Linked DNA regions of Pan troglodytes: region 2 is linked to region 1. The links are chromatin contacts, called in public capture Hi-C maps. All regions are on one chromosome and are shown on one strand. Each heading gives the region's core, a stretch centred on a gene start, on an enhancer-like site or on the middle of the called end of the contact. The rest is flanking DNA. Distances are from core to core; before and after follow the strand shown.

Region 1 (5,649 bases), core at 1,105-3,604:
GCCCCATGCACCAGAGCTGTGTTGCTGGTACACGCACAAACCACTGACGCACAGGAGGTATAAAGAGGAGCTTCCTCTCTATTCCCTCAACTACCTTAAGAGATGCTGTGATCCTGTTGGGGGCTGGCTATCTGGAGATACTATTTCTACCTGCTACATCAATATTTATCAAACTTCTGCCTGGTACTCTAGGCCCTGGGGATGCAGCGATAAGACAGACAAGGTCCCTGCCCTCATGAAGCTTACATTTTAGAGGGAAGAGACAGACAAAGAACAGATAAATCAACATGAAAAGTAGCAGCTAGTGGTAAGAGCTATGTTGAAAATTAAAATAGGTTACTGTAACAGATGATTGTGTGGCTACTTTAGGATTGGGGATTATAGATGGCCTCTATGCGGAAATTACATTTCAATTGAAAACTAAATGGCAAGAAGAAACCAGTCTTGGGAAAATTAGGGGGAAGAGCTTTCCGAGAGAGGAAAACCAAGTGCAAAGGCTGTCAGGCAGGAGCAACCATTTGTGTATATTGTAGTCTAGTGAGAAGGCAGGTCGTACAAGATGAGGCTAGAGAACCAGACACGGCCAGATCACATCGGGCTTTGGAATCTATAATGAGGGGTTTGAGTTATTTCTAAATATGTTGCGAACTTTTGAATGGATTTAAGCAGAGGAGTGAGATAATCTGATTTATGTTTTAAAAGGGTAGCTGTGGCTACTGTGTGAATAGGAAGCCAGCACGGAGGCAGAGAGAGTTATTCACAGACTACTGCAACAGAACAAGCAGCCATCCAGTTGGCAGATGAAGGTATTGTCTGGATTAGGGTGTTGTAGTGGAGATGAGAGAAGTAGAAGGATTCTGGACGTGTTTTGGGGGACAGTCAACAGAATTTGCTGATGGGGATTGTATGGAAGTGCTGAGGGAAAGAAGGAAGTCAAAGATGACTCCTAGTTGCCTAAGAAACTGGTAGATGGAGAAGACTAGGAGGAGCAGGTTCGGGGTATGCAGCAGTTTTAAAACATGTTTGCAAATTCTTTGAGGTTCCTTCCATGGACAGTTGGGGTCTGTGTCACCTCCCCTTGACTCTGGGCTCTGTGACTGCTTGACCAATATTAACATGGCAGAAGTAATGCTTTACGAGGCCCAGGGCTTAAGACACTAGCAGCTTCCACTTCCTCTCCTTAGGACACTCACACTTGAAACTCAGTCACCACGTCATGAGGAAGCAAGCCATAACAGCCTGTGGAGAGGCCATGTGGAGAGGAACCACAGTCCCTCCACCCACCGGCCAGGCTGAGCTTCCAGGCGACAGCCAGCAAAACTTGCCAGCTGCGTGAGTAAGCCATCTTGGAAAGGGATTCTCCAGCTGCTCCAGCTGACACTTCATGGAGCAGTCCTCATTGAACCACAGAAAAATTAGAGATTTGTGTGCAAAATTAATGATTATTATCTTAAATGATTGATAGGTTTTGAGGTGACTTCTTATGCAGTAATATAACAGTGAAAAGGGGAGATGGTTAAGAGTTCCATTTTGGCCATTCTAGGTTCTAGGTGCCTATCATATGTCCAACTGGAGGGTTCAAATAGGCAAATGGTTATACAAAGCCCCAGGAGAGGTCAGGGCTGGAATATAAGTTTTAATGTCACAGAGTAAAGGCATGAGACTTTACCCCGGTTAAGGTCACCTGGGAAACATGTAAATAAAAGAAGACCAGGGAACTCTTAATTCTGGGATTTCCTGTGTGGGCACAGGAACAAGGACTTTGAGGAGCTGCGTATTAAGTAAACAGGAAGAGGTCAGAGCTGAGCTTCCATCTTCCCTCCAAGAGAGCTAGTTCTATGGGTGAACCCTGAATCGGCATGGATCTGTACAGTCCTTCCTTCTAGCTGTAGATATTGTTCTTTAGCCATTTACTGAAGTGCTGCATCTATGGATTTAACAACATCTCCCTTGAATTTCCAATGCTAATAAAAAAGTGTTTGCCTTTTCACACTAACAGACAATTATCTTCACTTTGGAAAATTGCTTCCTCTGAATCATGCCCTGAGCTGTTAAGTGTGTCGTCTGTAGGCACTCACTGGATTTAGGTTTGCAGGTGATATTAAAATGTCATGTGGCAACCTGGAAAAGGCAGTGGCTGCACAGCACAGTGCAAGGACTTGCTTACCCTCCGGCAGATCTTTGCAGGAAGATGCACCAGAGCTGTTGCCTGCAGCTGACCACCACAGCTGGTGGGCCTATGTGCTGGAAAACCCAGGGGTCATTCCAGGCCCAGCTGTAATCTTCTTAGCCCTGAAGAGATGCCTCTTACTGTCAGCATCTCTGCTTCTTTTCACACAGCAGGATACGTCTTGGAGCCTTACCCAAGTCTGCACTACTTCTAGCCAGCATTTGGGAGGCAAATGGACTAGCTGAGGCTGGAATAAAGCAGTTCCTCACCACGTTGAGGGAATCTTGTTACATACGGCCCTCTAGCTAGGCAAGCCATCAGCTGCCTACGATTTAAGGTCCTGGGAGTGGCCAGTAGGGGCCCATCCACAGAAACTTAGAGGCCTTGGTGAGGCTTCATTTCTGTGACCATCTTCCATTCCAGGGGCTTGTGAGCCCAGCTCAGAGGTGTCCTAATATTTGTAGTGCCCTGCCTCCTTCTCCCTTCAGGCAGTCTTGATCAGCCTGCAGGAGACCATCCTTAGGGGCCTGTTAACACAGCAGGGCTGCTCCTGTGATCCATGTCAGTGATATAGCCATGAAGATATCACTACTCAGCAGGGAGCACTTTCCAGAGAACACAGTGGCATCAAAATAGATTTAGAAAATGAAACCACTCTAATATAGGCAGTTTGCCTTAGTTGAATAAAAGCGATACAAATTAAACCTACCTACTGCAAACAATGACAGTAACTCAGTAGTGCTTGGTTTTCAGAGTGTCTCATAAAGGGGATGCAACTACAGACCTTAGTTACTAATAATTTCTTATTATGTTTTTGGTCATTCATTCATTTATGCAACATATATTTATGGAGAGCCTATTAAGTGCTAGACATTGTAGGAGCCAGGGATACTGCAGGGAGCAAAAGAAGCTCCCTGCTCTTGTGGAATTTAGGTTCCAGTCTGGGAAGACAGACAATAAACAAATGAACATATACTGTAAAGTCAAGTAGTGATGAGTGGTATAAACAAGGAAGGGCTAAAGGACAGAGAATGAGGAGGTGGTGGGAGGGAGCTGCTGTCTTAGGATGAGCTCATCATTAGAGTCATGAATCCAGGCCCCTCCTAGAGCACTGGCTCCTCAAACCAAGCCTGGCAGCACTGGCCCTGGCAAGCTCCTTTATCCGCCCAGCAAGACCTTGGCATTTCATGTCAAGCCAAGCTGACCAAAGCTTCAAGCTGTGAACGAGCCATTTGGCAGTTCCCCGAACAGGTGCCACCTAGTGGTTGCAATATGGAGTCGACCTGTGTTTCTGTCTCCCGTCCCACTGCCTCAGACCTTACATGCCCATAATTCAAGACAAGATCTTACCCAAGGGGCCCTGGGGACTAGGGCTGTGATTTGACAACTGATTGGTCGCATGTTGTTTGACACAGCCCTCGGAGTTTATTTTGTTTAGATATTTTCCTTTTTTCTCTGCTTGGCAGAGAAAAACTAGTGACCAAGTCCAAACTCACTGATCTAGGTCATTTCAAACTATCAACAACACTCTGAATCTCACATACAAACACCACATATTCATGCATTCACTGTTACGGTCTAGGCACCAAGGTAGGCTGGATATATAGTCCTGAGTCAGAAGGGAAAAGGAGTTGAAGGAATGATGAGGACAAAATCTACTCCTCAATTATAATCTTGCCTGTTTTACCACTTTGTAGTTCCAGGAGCTCCCTACCACACTCCCCTGCCTTGGATTGTTCTCTGATCGTACACAGTATCCTAGGACTGAAGGATAATTTTGGGCCACAGGTTGAAGTTTTCTGTCTTTTCCCTACAAAACGCAAAAAGTAGAAATGCAAGCCTACCTCAAATTTGAGCTTTGGTGCTGGCTTTGCCTTATTACATGTGTGGCAGTTGAAAAAAATTAACAGCTGCTAAGCAGGAATTGGAACCAATGCCCCAGAGAAGACAGAGCCCAGTAATGTCTGAAGCAGCATGCACAGCAGAACAGCATGGAGGTACAGAGTGTGAGCTTGTGGTGAACCCTGGCCAAGCCTGCTAAGTGCGGCCCTCTGCAGCCTTGTGGGTAACCTATCCTGTGTGACCACAAATTGGTCATCAGCACACACTGTCAATGCAGCTGTGTGTGTGTGATGCCTGATCATGCTATAAAACTGTGGACAGTGTAGCACATTGGAACCCCAATGTTACTTCCAGGTGACTTGGCTTGAAGAAGGCAGCTTTTAGCAGCCACATCAGGTACCTAAACTGGAGTTTTAAGTAATGCAGGTGCCAAGTATAAGAGGCTTGATAGGGCCAGGCACGGTGGCTCATGCCTGTAGTCCCAGCACTTTGGGATGTCAAGGCGGGTGGATCATTTGAGGTCAGGAGTTCAAGACCAGGCTGGCCAACATGGTGAAACCCTGTATCTACTAGAAATACAAAAATTAGCCGGGCGGTAGTGGCGCATGCCTGTAATCCCAGCTACTCGAGAGGCTGAGGCAGGAGAATTGCTTGAGCCTGGGAAGCGGAGGTTGCGGTGAGCCGAGATCGTGCCACTGCACTCCAGCCTTGGCAACAGAGTGAGATGCTGTCTCAAAAACAAAAAACAAAAAAATTAAAAAAAAGAGGCTTGATAAACCATCACTAAGGCTCCCCATGAGGAACTGGGATGACTCAAACAGCATCACTCACCCAGTACCTCCCGGGCCCAGTATTCCTAATGTACTTCTCTGAAAATGCATTATCTACATTTATCACACTGATAGGTGCCTTCTCTAAGATTTATGATTCATAATGCTCATATTCTCCAAGACTCCCATTATGTCCTTTACGGTACCTGGATTTGTATCCCAGTTCTGCCACTTATTAGCTATGTGACCTTGTGGAAGTTATTTAACTTCTCTGTGCCTCAGTTTCTTCATGTGGTAAATAAAGATAATGATAGTACCTACAAGATAGAGCTGTTTTGAGAATTAAATGAGTTAATACCTGGAAAACTCTTGAAACATTGCCTGGCATGTAGTAAGGGCCCAATAAATGTTAACTGTCATCCTCATCGTTACCTTTCACTTCTTGAGACTTTAGAAGTTAAACCCAAGACACATTCTTTAAAGGGGTTCACTCTCTGCTGGGTTTCCCCATTTCACTGAGATGGAAAGTTCTTTAGTCACAGTTTTTCTAGTGGGGTATGTCCTAGCAACAGAAAAATTAAAGCTTGAAGTAGGAATGAAAGGCTATGATGCCTGATTTGGGTTCTCACACAAGGCCTTCCAAACACCCACGTCCTCCTGAGCTGGGAAGGTAAAATGAGCTCTTCCAATTGCCTGAGCTTCTCTTAGGTCAGGGACGGCACAGACACAAGTGCACATACACAGCGCAGCCTCTCAATCCTTCATCTTTTTCTGAGTTCCAATCCTCAGCCCCTGGTATGTGAGGATCACAGTACATCTCCTTGCTGAGCCCAGAAGCACATGTTTTCCAGAACTGCCTATTTCTAT
Region 2 (5,649 bases), core at 2,124-4,623, 120 kb before region 1:
TCGGGGTAGGGATGACAACGTGTATGTAACTCGGGGCAGAGGGGCCCCATTTTGAAAGGAAAGATCAAAATCACACCACTGGGGAAGTTTGAAGCAGAGTATATCTAGTTATTCCTTCATTAGACATTTAAATGGCCTTATGGAAGTTGGTAGGAAGAGAGCTGAATAAAACGTGGCCCCTTACCATTTATTTATTTATTTTGAGATGGAGTTTCGCTCTTGTTGCCCAGGCTGGAGTGCAATGGTGTGATCTCGGCTCACCACAACCTCCGCCTCCTGGGTTCAAGTGAGTCTCCTGCCTCAGCCTCCCGAGTAGCTGGGATTACAGGCATGCGCCATCACGCCTGGCTAGTTTTGTATTGTCAGTAGAGACGGGGTTTCTCCATGTTGGTCAGGCTGGTCTTGAACTCCTGACCTCAGGTGATCTGCCTTCCTTGGCCTCCCAAAGTGCTGAAATTACAGGCGTGAGCCACCATGCCTAGCCAACATTTAGAAGCTTACTTGTCCTAATTAAATACAGAGCATGGAAGAAGGTTTTGAGGGTCCAAAAATGAAGTGTACATTCATACAATATGCTGAAAAGGTAGAGGAGAAAGATCAGAGAAGACTTCAGGGAGGAGTTGGTATTTAAGTGAGCCTTTAATGGAAGGAAATAACAGAACGTGGCAAGGGCAGTAATAGGAAACACAGTTGAAAGGAGGATAGGGCCCCTGAGCTGGGACAGAGAAAGATTCTTTTCATATTAGTACAAAGTTGTTTCATCAGGGGACTGAAGTAATATTAATCTGATATTATGGGTGGTATGCATTAGAGTGGACAAGATTATTAGGGGCTATTCCTGTAGGTCAGGTGAGAGAGCATGAAGCTCAAATAAACTTAAGGCAGTTTATTCAGGCTGCATAAAGGGGGAGAATTGGCATAGTGGTTAAAAACAGACTCCAGAACCGCATTCACTAGGTTCAGATCTCAAGTTATCCATTTACTAGCCATGTGATCTTGGACAAGCTACTTAACTTCCATCTACCCCACTTTCTTCATCTATAAAGTGGGGATAATAATAGTACCTACCTCATATCACAGGGTTATCGTGAAGATTAAATCTCTTATGTCAGTGCCAGCACATGCTGAGTGTTATGTGAGGTTAGTGCTTATTATTATTCCTGGTGGTGGTAGCTGTGGGAGGAGAGAAGCTCTGGGAGACACCAGTGGTGGGACTGACTAGGCAGGGCGAGGGAGGCAGGGGAGGAGGAGGCCTGGAGGCTCATGACAGGGCTGATTTGGGTCAGGTTTGTTTGGTGTCCTGGAGCTGAAAGACCTCTTTGCCAGTCCCTGTTTGGGAAAGGGGGGTGTCGGGAGCTGTCAGCTTCTCCAGCTTCAGACTTAGTTCATGGTTTCCCCCTTGGCCTTGCACTAACGCTCTCTCTTCCTTTTCCTTTGCCCCTCTGACCTGCCTGGACTGCTCCCACTCTGCCAGAGATCACCTCCTACACCACTGGATTGCCCTGCTGGCTGACTGCCCCATCACTGCACACATGTATGAGGATGTGGCACTGATCAAAGACCATACACTTGTCAATTCCTTGATTCGTGTGCTGCAGACATTGCAGGAGTTCAACATCACGCTGGAGACGTCCCTTGTCAAGGGCATCGACATCTGACCTCCCAGCACCAGCCAGCAGCAGGACTGAGAAAGACTCACCCTGCAGCTCTGACCTTTCTTCCCAAAGGGACTTTAGCGATTGTGCAGGAGTAGGAGACAAAATGTACACTCACTGTAAAAAGAAAACTAGAGGATTTTTGGAATAAATAATCTATTTTAGAGTTTATTTGCTGATTTGCTTTTTACACACTTTCATGTGAAAGAGTGATAGGGAGAGGGAGCGAGGCTGGTGCCGCTTATTTTGAAGCTGGTGCCCTCCCTCGCCGTGGCCACATGCTGGAAGCCTGAGGCCTCCCTGGACTGAGCCTGTGGCACTGCGTGCGGGACAGTTATGTTTCCTTGCCCCGTCGCATTAATGAGGCCCTTCCACATCATTTTTAAACTAATGTTTTTCTATATTAACATTATTATGGATATTTGGCTTTCATAGGCCACACACAGGTGTGCTGCGCGGGAAGCCCCATGCTCCAATCAAAGGGATTTTTAGTAGTGCCTCTAAGCAAGCACTGATGAGTCAGTCCCACGTATTTTCTTTTTTGTCAGTATTATTTGGGAAGGAGACATGCCGGGATGTGTCATCGTGCCAAATACCACATTTCCTGTTGGCACAGTTTCACAGAAGTAAACATAAGCATGTTTTAACAGGTTTTTCTTTTCTTTTTTCTTTTTTAAAATGTTTTATTTATTTAACCCGCCATTGTGTGTTTTTAAGTATTTTCTTTTTTTAAGGAAAGGAAAAGCTTGTCACAATCTAACTGGCTATGTTATTATTATTAAATTTATGTTTTGCAACTTAGAAACCAGCTACATACAGTATGGCCCACTTAATAAAACACCTGAAACAAAAACTGCATGGATCACTGATTTTTATGGAGGTTTGTGAGCAGTGAGTGGCTGCGGGTGCAGTTGGGTCCATCTGTGAGGATGGTCTTGTGGCATCACCTCTCTTTACCAGCAGGCTCGGGGTTGTGGCCTGCCCAGGATGCCCCTGAGGGCCTGGGGTCTCCTGGGTCCTTCTGCCCGCAGTGCTAGGAGCCTTCCTAGCTGTTATGTGGCTGATTCACATGGATGCAGACAGGGTTCTTTCCCCACTCCACAGAGGAGGAGACTGAGACACAGGAGGGAAAAGACCCGGCCAGGGGTGCAGAGGTTGTCACTTGACTGAGACAGGATGGGCCCTTTCTTGAGAGGGTAAGAGAGACCAGGTGTGGGAAGCTGGGGGTCGGGGGAAGCTCTTGAAAGAAAGGTTTGCTTTCCTGGGGATGGCAGGTGGGAGACCTTTATGAGAGGTCCAGCTTCCTTCATTTTTATTCTTCAGGCTGCTTTGGCAGGAAGCTCCAGAAGAAGTGTAATGTGATCAAGTCAGGCACCTCAGACCAATCAGTGCCCTCTTTTATGCTTCCCTGGTTTGCATGCATTTTCCCTTTGCCTGGAATGCCTCCCCTTCACCCACTTTGTGTTTGTTGTACAGGGTTTACTTTAGCAGTCACCTGCTGTGAAGTGTCCCCAATCTCCCTAGGCAGTTAATCATTCCATCCTTGTGCTCCTTCATTTTCTTAGATGCTGGCATCTCCTCTCTGGATTGTCATTGCCTGCTTTCGTGTCAGGCTCAGCCCTTGCACCGTGAGCTCCCAGAGGGAAGAGGGGGATCTCTTGCCTGTCTCCATCCCCTGGGCCTGGCAGGTGGTAAATGCTTCTGAAGAGATGAGGAAAGGGCCCAGAGAGCTGCAGCGCAGCTTCCTGCCTGCAGAGGGGGTGAGAGGCCACACTGCAGCCGTCTGCCTGGAGCCCACGGACAGAGCTTTAGTTCTTTCGAGATGGCCGAGGAAAGGGGAAGGAAGGTAGGCAGTACCTCTGGAGCAGGAAGTGGGATTCTTGGCTGGGCAAGAAGGGCAGCATGGAACTCAGCTGTATGTGTTTATATTGTGGGCCTAGACCTGAGCTTACCTTAAGGCAGGTGCTGGGACCAACTATTTCCTTGCTCTTTCTAACAGCTGATCCTACTCACTTTCTACTGTGTTTTGTTTTGTAATCTTCTGCAAATCTGTTTTGGAATGATGTGTGATATAAGAGAACAGACCTGTTTAGTAGCTCAAGATTTCAAGGACACTTGAGTCAACTGCATTCTTCTGTTTAGGGCCCAGCCAGGCCTCTCCAGTGGCCCTGGGTAAATCAGGTGTGTTTGGTTCACTCAGCAAGCAGCCCTGCCTGCCTCAGCTTCTGCACCTGCTCTACTTCAGGGCTTCCCAGGCTGTGATTTCAGGGACTGGTAAATAAACAAGCAAGCAAAGGAACTCAGTGAATTACTATAAAGCAAGCACCCTTATAATCACCACTCAGGTCAAGAATAGAACTTTGCCAGCCCCCCAGGGTCCTCCATGTTCCCCCTTCCCCATCACAGTCCCAGCACCTCCCTTCTTCCATCTTAACTTTTATAAGTAATAATTTCGTTGAGTTTCTTTATTGTTTTGTCACCCAAATGTGCATCCCTACATGCTATAGTCTTACTGTCCTTTTAAAAAAAACTTGATATATCTTTTAAGTCTCTTTTAATCTAAAGGGTCCCCTCCATCCCTTTCCTTTTCTTACAAATTGTTGAAGATTTTAAGCCATTTGATCTGTAGATTTTCATAGCCTGGGTTTTTGCTAATTTCATGCCCGTGGTGCAGTTCAATATACTCCTTTATCCTCAGCATTTCCTGCAGATCAGCAGCTAGATCTAGACAATTTGCCTCAGGTTGATCCCTTTGATAAGACTCTAGGTAGTGGTGTGCTCATTTAGCAAGAAGCACGTAACATCTGTTTTTCACTTTTGTTATGTTAGCAGCCACTGATGCTCAATGCCTACATCCAGCAAGTAATTCACTGGGGATTGCAGCATGGGGATATTCTAATCTATCATTTTCTCTTCATTTATTAGATGGAATAATTTTATAAGGAGACATTGTCTCTCATCTACTGTTTGATTTCCCAGTAGGGTTTGTGTGGGAAAGGCAGATAAGTGCTTAATTCTTTCCTTTTATTTACCCAGCTTTTAAGATATGAACTGGTTCTTTGTTATCCTCAGAAGGTGACTATTTTTTAAACAATATTATGAACTCATGAGTTTAAATGTATTTGATAGGCTTCATCTCATTGCAATTATTATCTTTATTGTCCTGCTTTTGGCCTTTGGGAGCCTCTTTAAGTTGGTTCCTGAGTTGTTTTGACACAACTCTAGTTGTCTTTGATATCTGCTTTGTTTTCTGGTATTGCAAGATGTTCTAGGCTCACTTTAATCATTTTCTGTCCTAGACTTGGAATCAGTCATTTCTCCAAAAAGCACTGGTTTCCTTAAGTGGGAAATGGTATTGCAAGACCATAATTGGACACTGGAAATTCTCATTGTTACTGGTAGATCATTGGTTCTAGGCCTATTCAGTAGACAGAGCTTTGATTATATTTAAATATAACATTTTTATACATTTAATATAGACATCTAGAAACATATATAGTAAATATGTATTTTTAAAGATAGTGAAGGTCTTGGAATTATATATGTTAAATGCATATATAAATATGTATGTATACATGAGTGTGTATACACACATGCATCTATGGTGCCCCATGATTTTACAGTGTTCTTTCTGATTCCAATTCAGGATTATAGGGTGCCTTTGTCCATTTAATGCGGCTACAAAGGAATACCTGAGGCTGGGTAATTCATAAAAGAGGCTTAGTTGGCTCATCGTTCTGCAGGCTTTACAGGAAGCATGATGCCGGTACCTGCATCTAGTGAGGGCCTCAAGCTGTTTCCACACATGGTGGAAGAGGAAGGGTGTGCAGAATCACATAGCAAGAGAGGGGTGAGAGAGACGAAGGAGGCTGGGCTCAGTGGCTCACACCTGTATTCTCAGCACTTTGGGAGGACGAGGTGGATGGATCACTTGAGGTCAGGACTTCAAGACCAGCCTGGCCAGCGTGGCGAAACCCCGTCTCTACTAAAAATA

The links. Capture Hi-C pulls out chosen DNA fragments and counts their contacts.
Region 2: a contact with region 1 is called in a capture Hi-C map of stem cell-derived neural stem cells, with 5 times the contacts expected there. The contact joins two enhancer-like sites. A contact is called at or near these places in 1 of 7 Hi-C or Micro-C datasets (stem cell-derived neural progenitor cells) and 1 of 1 other capture datasets (stem cell-derived neural stem cells).

What each region holds. Positions count from the first base shown.
Region 1 is chr9:13,157,041-13,162,689 of NHGRI_mPanTro3-v2.0_pri, reverse strand. No RefSeq gene overlaps it. Among named protein-coding and RNA genes, the nearest start is that of NRIP3, 12 kb to the right of the region's middle. Within about 2 kb of position 2,354, at least 4 of the 24 cell types and tissues checked have an H3K27ac peak or open chromatin away from gene starts, as enhancers often do. A contact at or near this core is called in stem cell-derived neural stem cells, where this site is marked.
Region 2 is chr9:13,280,350-13,285,998 of NHGRI_mPanTro3-v2.0_pri, reverse strand. It overlaps DENND5A (DENN domain containing 5A), which reads left to right. Exons shown (of 21, transcript XM_063782769.1): 21 at 1,475-2,508. The coding sequence ends at 1,658. Among named protein-coding and RNA genes, the nearest start is that of SCUBE2, 26 kb to the right of the region's middle. Within about 2 kb of position 3,373, at least 7 of the 24 cell types and tissues checked have an H3K27ac peak or open chromatin away from gene starts, as enhancers often do. A contact at or near this core is called in stem cell-derived neural stem cells, where this site is marked.